2 separate regions of the Ovis aries genome follow, and region 1 is linked to region 2. The links are chromatin contacts, called in public Hi-C maps. All regions are on one chromosome and are shown on one strand. The core of a region is the stretch at or near the end of the contact, and the rest is flanking DNA. Distances in the headings are between cores, read along the strand shown.

What was found. A called contact is a pair of places that touch in the nucleus more often than the background predicts.
Region 1: a contact with region 2 is called in a Hi-C map of mixed tissues, with 2.5 times the contacts expected there. The contact joins the enhancer-like site here to the promoter of CCDC82 in region 2. A contact is called at or near these places in 3 of 16 Hi-C or Micro-C datasets (liver, mixed tissues and muscle).

Annotation. Positions count from the first base shown.
Region 1 is chr15:13,816,005-13,818,704 of ARS-UI_Ramb_v3.0, forward strand. All of the region lies in intron 2 of MAML2 (mastermind like transcriptional coactivator 2), which reads left to right. Among named protein-coding and RNA genes, the nearest start is that of MTMR2, 140 kb to the right of the region's middle. Within about 2 kb of position 1,252, at least 17 of the 54 cell types and tissues checked have an H3K27ac peak or open chromatin away from gene starts, as enhancers often do. A contact at or near this core is called in liver, where this site is marked.
Region 2 is chr15:13,475,087-13,477,786 of ARS-UI_Ramb_v3.0, forward strand. It overlaps CCDC82 (coiled-coil domain containing 82), which reads left to right and starts at 1,253. Exons shown (of 9, transcript XM_060399680.1): 1 at 1,253-1,319.

The DNA.
Region 1 (2,700 bases), core at 2-2,501, 340 kb after region 2:
GGTGAGACTTTAAAACAGGGAGTGGTAGTTGATACAGCATTTGAGATTCATCTTCGGGTGGGGAGAAGGGACTGTCAGGGAGTTTGAGGTGCACAGGTCCACGCTGCTCTATTTAAAATGGATAAGCAACAAGGACGGACAGTGGCACAGGGAACCCTGCGGTTATGTGGCGCCAGGATGGGAGGGGAGTTTGGAGGAAATGGATGCATGTATATGTGTGACTACTCGCTCCAGCATTCTTGCCTGGAGAATCCTATGGACAGAGGAGCCGGGCAGGCTACTGTCCATGGGGTCGCAAGAGTCGGACATGACTTAGCAACTAAACCACCACCACCATATGTATGGCTGAGTCCCTTCACTGCTCACCTGAAATTATCACGTTATTTATTAATTGGCTATACCCCCAATAAAAAATAGAGAAAAAAATGGACACTCTCTGGGTGAGGAGAGCTGGTGGCGAAGGGTGCTTGCCCTCCTGGATACCTTAAGAAGTAAAATTAATAGCTCTACTGTTTAAGCACACCCAGATTCTGTTAACTGGTCTATTTGTACATTCCACACCCTTCTGCCAGGCCGTATTTCAGAACCCAGTTGGGAGAAAACTCTGCTACCTTTACCGTAGTGCTTAAAACCCATATTCTGTAAATTTCAAATTATTACCATGTGTGACCCCCCCGACACCACCCCCCGCCCTCCAGGGCCGTTTCCAGCCGGATGCCTATGTAAGCTTACAGCTTTCCAGAGCATTTCCTATACACCCCCTCCAGCTGTGAACTTTTTACCTGGGTTTCGCTGCAGTGTCTACATGCTTATTGAGAAGTTAAAACAGTACAGGAAATTCTACATCATCCCCCTGGCATTACCAGTTAAATCGCTGAGTGTCTGGCCCTTATGAGGTTGAGCCATTTATTATAAATGCCACATCACAGTTGCAGCAACTTTCTGTTCCTTTTGAGTCATTCTCTGTAAGATGAACCAAGACGAATAGTACCCTGCTCCTGCCCCTCTCGAACTTTCTATTTACTTTCTCTTTACTGATTAAACACATGAAAAGAACATCAGGGCAAGGAGCCGTCGGATTGTTTTCACGCGATGGCTGAAATAGCCATTTCTCTCTGCAATAAACTTTTTTCTTTAAGTCGGGGTGGGAGCGGGCTTCCTATTTTGTTCTGAGGCTTCTCTTCAGTGACGTGCCTGTGCTAAGCACTGCTTTCACATTAACTGTCTGATTCACCTTACTTGGAACGTGGCAGATTTTCAGTAAATATGTCTCACGCTGCTTTGAAGAACCGTCTGTCCCAGAGGTTAAGTAACCTCTGGTCACACTTAGGATTTGTTGTTTTCAGTTAGTATTGTTGTTACTCATGGCAATCAATTTGTCCATCAGAAAGGGTACCCTGTGTGCAGCTGGGAAGCTTGTACTGCTCTCAGCCAGATAAAGTGAAAAGCAAAGGCTTTTTTGCCCATGAAGAAGTACTAGAAAAATGACACAGAAATTAGTTTTTCTTCTTTTGTTACCTTTATACCTATGGGGTATATTTATAGTAGGGCTTTGCAAGTGGCTCCATCGTAAAGAATCAACCTGCCAAAGCAGGAGACGCAAGAGACTCAAGTTTGATCCCTGGCTTGGGAAGATCCCCTGGAGGAAGGCATGGCAACCCATTCCAGTATTCTTGCCTGGAGAATCCCATGGACAGAGGAGCCTAGTGGGCTACAGTCCATGGGGTTGCAAAGAGTCAGACACGACTGAGCACAGCACGTATTTAAATTAAGCACGATTCATTTGAGATACTTCCTCCTAACACAGAGAAAGCATCAGAAATGAGAAAACTGGAAGAAGGCAAGGGAAAATGGAAAAAACAGAGAAAGAAGGGACAAAGGGAAGTTTTGTTTGAAATGAAATTACTTACCTGGAAACATTTCTTTTGAAACTCTGACTTTCAGGTGTTTACACCTTTCCTACAGAAAGGAAGTTGCTTGTCTTATAGAATTGGTGGATCCTCCACTCTGTGTTGGTGTCCTGATATCCAGATGTCAAAAGCAGATTGGTGGTAGACACCCATATTTCAAGGAAGCAAGTCTGGCTTCCTTTTTTCTCTCTATCTGAACAACTGGTGCACTTAATAGAGAACTGTGTTCATCTTTTCAAACTCGCTTTCCACTTTTGTATTTTCCTCTTCTCATGACATTATTCAGGAAAACGGCCAGCATTACTTTGGTTTCCTGTCTCCAGCCCTCAGTTACCCTTCAGATGCTCACTCTCTTGGGTGAATTTTTGTCTTTCACTCATCTCAGGAAATCACACCATCTCTTCATCCAAAATTGTGGTACTGGAGAACTGTGGTGCTAGAGAAGACTCTTAAGAGTCCCTTGGACTGCAAGGAGGTCAAACCAGCCAATCCTCAAGGAAATCAACCCTGAATATTCATTTGAAGGACTGATGCTGAAGCTGAAATGCCAATTCTTTGGCCACCTGATGCAAAGAGCAGACTCATTGGAAAAGACCCTGATGCTGGGAAAGATTGAAGGCAAAAGAAGAAGAGGGCAGCAGAGGATGAAATGGTTAGATAGTATCACTGACTCAAAGGACATAAATCTGAGCAAACTCCAGGAGACAGTGAAGCACAGGGGAGCCTCGCGTGCTGAGATCCACAGGGTCGTGAAGAATTAGACGTGACTCAGCAACTGAACAACTCCATC
Region 2 (2,700 bases), core at 3-2,502:
AAACAGTCCAGTTTCATCTGCATTGTAGATCTGCTCGGGCTGCAAATTCTCTCGTTCAATATAGTCTCGAAAGTTGCTGCAAAAATCTTCCACAGCAGTCTCATCTCCACTTAATCTTTCGTTTCTAATATTGATCTCTCTAATGCTGTGCCGCTGCTTAAAACGAGTTAACCAACCGGCAGAGGGGTTAAAATCACCATCCATTCCCAAAGCATAAAAGAAGAACTCTGCCCTTTTTGCACAAATTGGTCCAGACACGGGATTCCCTTTTGCTCTCTGCTGGTTGAACCATTCTAGCATCGCTTTGTCCAGTTCCTCATACATGGATGGTTTCATAGATTTCCTCTTAGCCAGAAGACTTGTGGAGTCTGAACTGCTTGCGTAAGTTATGATCTTTTCCTTATTTTTTCTTATATCTCGAACTGTCGTTTCGCCAATTCCATAAATCACTGCCAGTTGTTTGGAAGAACCTCCATCTTCAAGTTTCTTTATTATATCAAGCTTATCTTTAATGGTCAACACCACACGCTTCCGTTTCCCTGACATGGTGAGACTGTGGGACTGTTCCCACACTCACACGGAAGCAACCCACAAAATTCTGTCTACTCTCACTGACTCACTTTAACACAGCCTTACACACTCACTGTTTCAACCTCACCAGGAACCCGGTGGCCCTGACCCCGTCCCTAGCTGGGCTTGGCTGGCGGAAGTTTCAGGGCTCAGGCCTTTAACTTTACTTGGGCAGCAGAGGAGGCCCAAGTCACCGCGGATAATCCGGATTACAAACATTTGTTTTATTCCCCCAGAGGCTGCGAGAAAGACTATCTCCCCATCGCGACCACAAACCTCCTTCAGGCCCAGATCGCAGGTCAACAGCCGTCACTAACCCGTGCCACACCCCAAAGTTACCGCCGAGAGCGGAAGAGTCAGGGAGTCGGGGACTGGCCCCCTTCCCCAGAGGGACGTGACGCTGGATTCCTTCCCGCAGCCAGACCTTTCTACAGCAAGCCCCACTTCCCCGCGTCGGGCTTACTTAGTCTGCACAGTCCTCCCGGCCCCGCACAAGCCCGCCGAGACCCTCTCCCAACCTCAGTCGGAACCAGGACCCCTCGGCGGCGCCCTGCCTAACGACGGCAGCCGCTCCTCCCACTAGCGCACGCTCCCGGAAGACGCCCCCTCCCGCCAGGCGGCCCCGCCCGTCGCCCCGCCCAGGGGCGGGACTTCCCTTGGCTCCCGGAAGGAGGAGGAACGTGTCTCTTCTGGACTTGGATACCTGGGCGGAGGCAGAGGCGGAGGCGGAGGCTGGGGAGGTTTGGAAGGTGAGAGCGCGGAGGCGGGGCGGGCTCCCTCGGGGCGGAGACTCGCTTTCGCTCCGGCTGCTGAGGGTTTGTTGGAGGGGCGGGGGAAGCCGCGCCTCGCAGCCTGCAGGCGGGAAACGTTCCCGCGGGTGCTCTCGGGGTAGGCGGGGCTGCTCCCTGCAATGCGCTTCGCTCCCCTCGCGCGCCGTGGGGGCCCGCCCGCTCCTTCCGCGAAGGGGAAGTGGGCCGGCCGGATGCGGGGGACGCGGAGGGTGACTTCGCGCGGTTCTCTGATCTTTCCAGATTCTCGTTTGTTTTCTGGGGGTCGAGCGCCTGTAAGCTCTGGGGGTCTGTGACGTTCCGCGCGCTTTCTCGCCAAGCCGTGTCGGAGGGTCCTGGGTCCCAGCCGCGGCGCCCTTCCCATCAGGTGGCAAGGGGCGGGCGGGCAGGCTTGCTGCGCCAGGCGTCTGTGTCCCGCGGAGGAGCCAGGTTTGTATCACGAGATACAACCAGAGTGTCCGGTGTTGTGCTCTGGTGTTAACTCCGAGAGGCTCTGTTCCTTCCTCAGCCCCTCAGCCCTGCTCTGTTTAGCGAACCGTCTTCAGGGTTATAGATTTCGTTGAATGCTATAGTAGTCCGAGATGCTAAATTGTGGAATACTGAAGCGTGAGCCTAAATGGGGGACATGGGCTTTTTCTATGTATTTCTTGCTGTTTTCCTACTTCTGTCGTGTAGTGCTGCCCTGTTTAGTGGAAGAACTATAATACATTTGTTCCCAGCAATATGGTAAAAGCAAAAAAAAAAAAAACAAAAGGAATCATATTCTGTAGCCTTTAAATCATGTATTACTCTGGCTTGTTTACATGTTCCGTTCATCAGATTGTGAGCTCCATGGGAGCAGAAACCGTGTCGTTGAATTCTTGAGAAACGCCACAGCTTCGAATTAGTGCTAGCACGTAGTATATGCATTCAGTGCTTTGGTTTGTTACGGTTTCCTCTCCAAACCGTCATACAAAAGGAAACCTTAAGGAGGGGTGATGTTTTTCAGATAGAGCACATCCCTTCTGGTAGAATTTCAGGTAATGGTGCGAGTTCCACTGCCCTTCAAGTTTTTAATTTTTAAACTACCACCTACATTGTTCATAGGGCAAGTGGGTGATTCTTAGAATGAATCTATTTTTGATAAATTAATCTCAAAGTCTAGAATAAAGGATATTTCTTCTGATAAGTTCAGGTAGCATCAAAGTACCCCCCTTTAGTTACCCCTGTGTTAGAGAAAGAGCACAAGGCTTATGGGTTATCGTCCTGACATTCTTTGGCAGACAAGATAGTATGTGCATCTTAAGTGATTTTAACCATGAAGCACAAAGATGTGATAGTACTGATCATCTTCATTCACTTA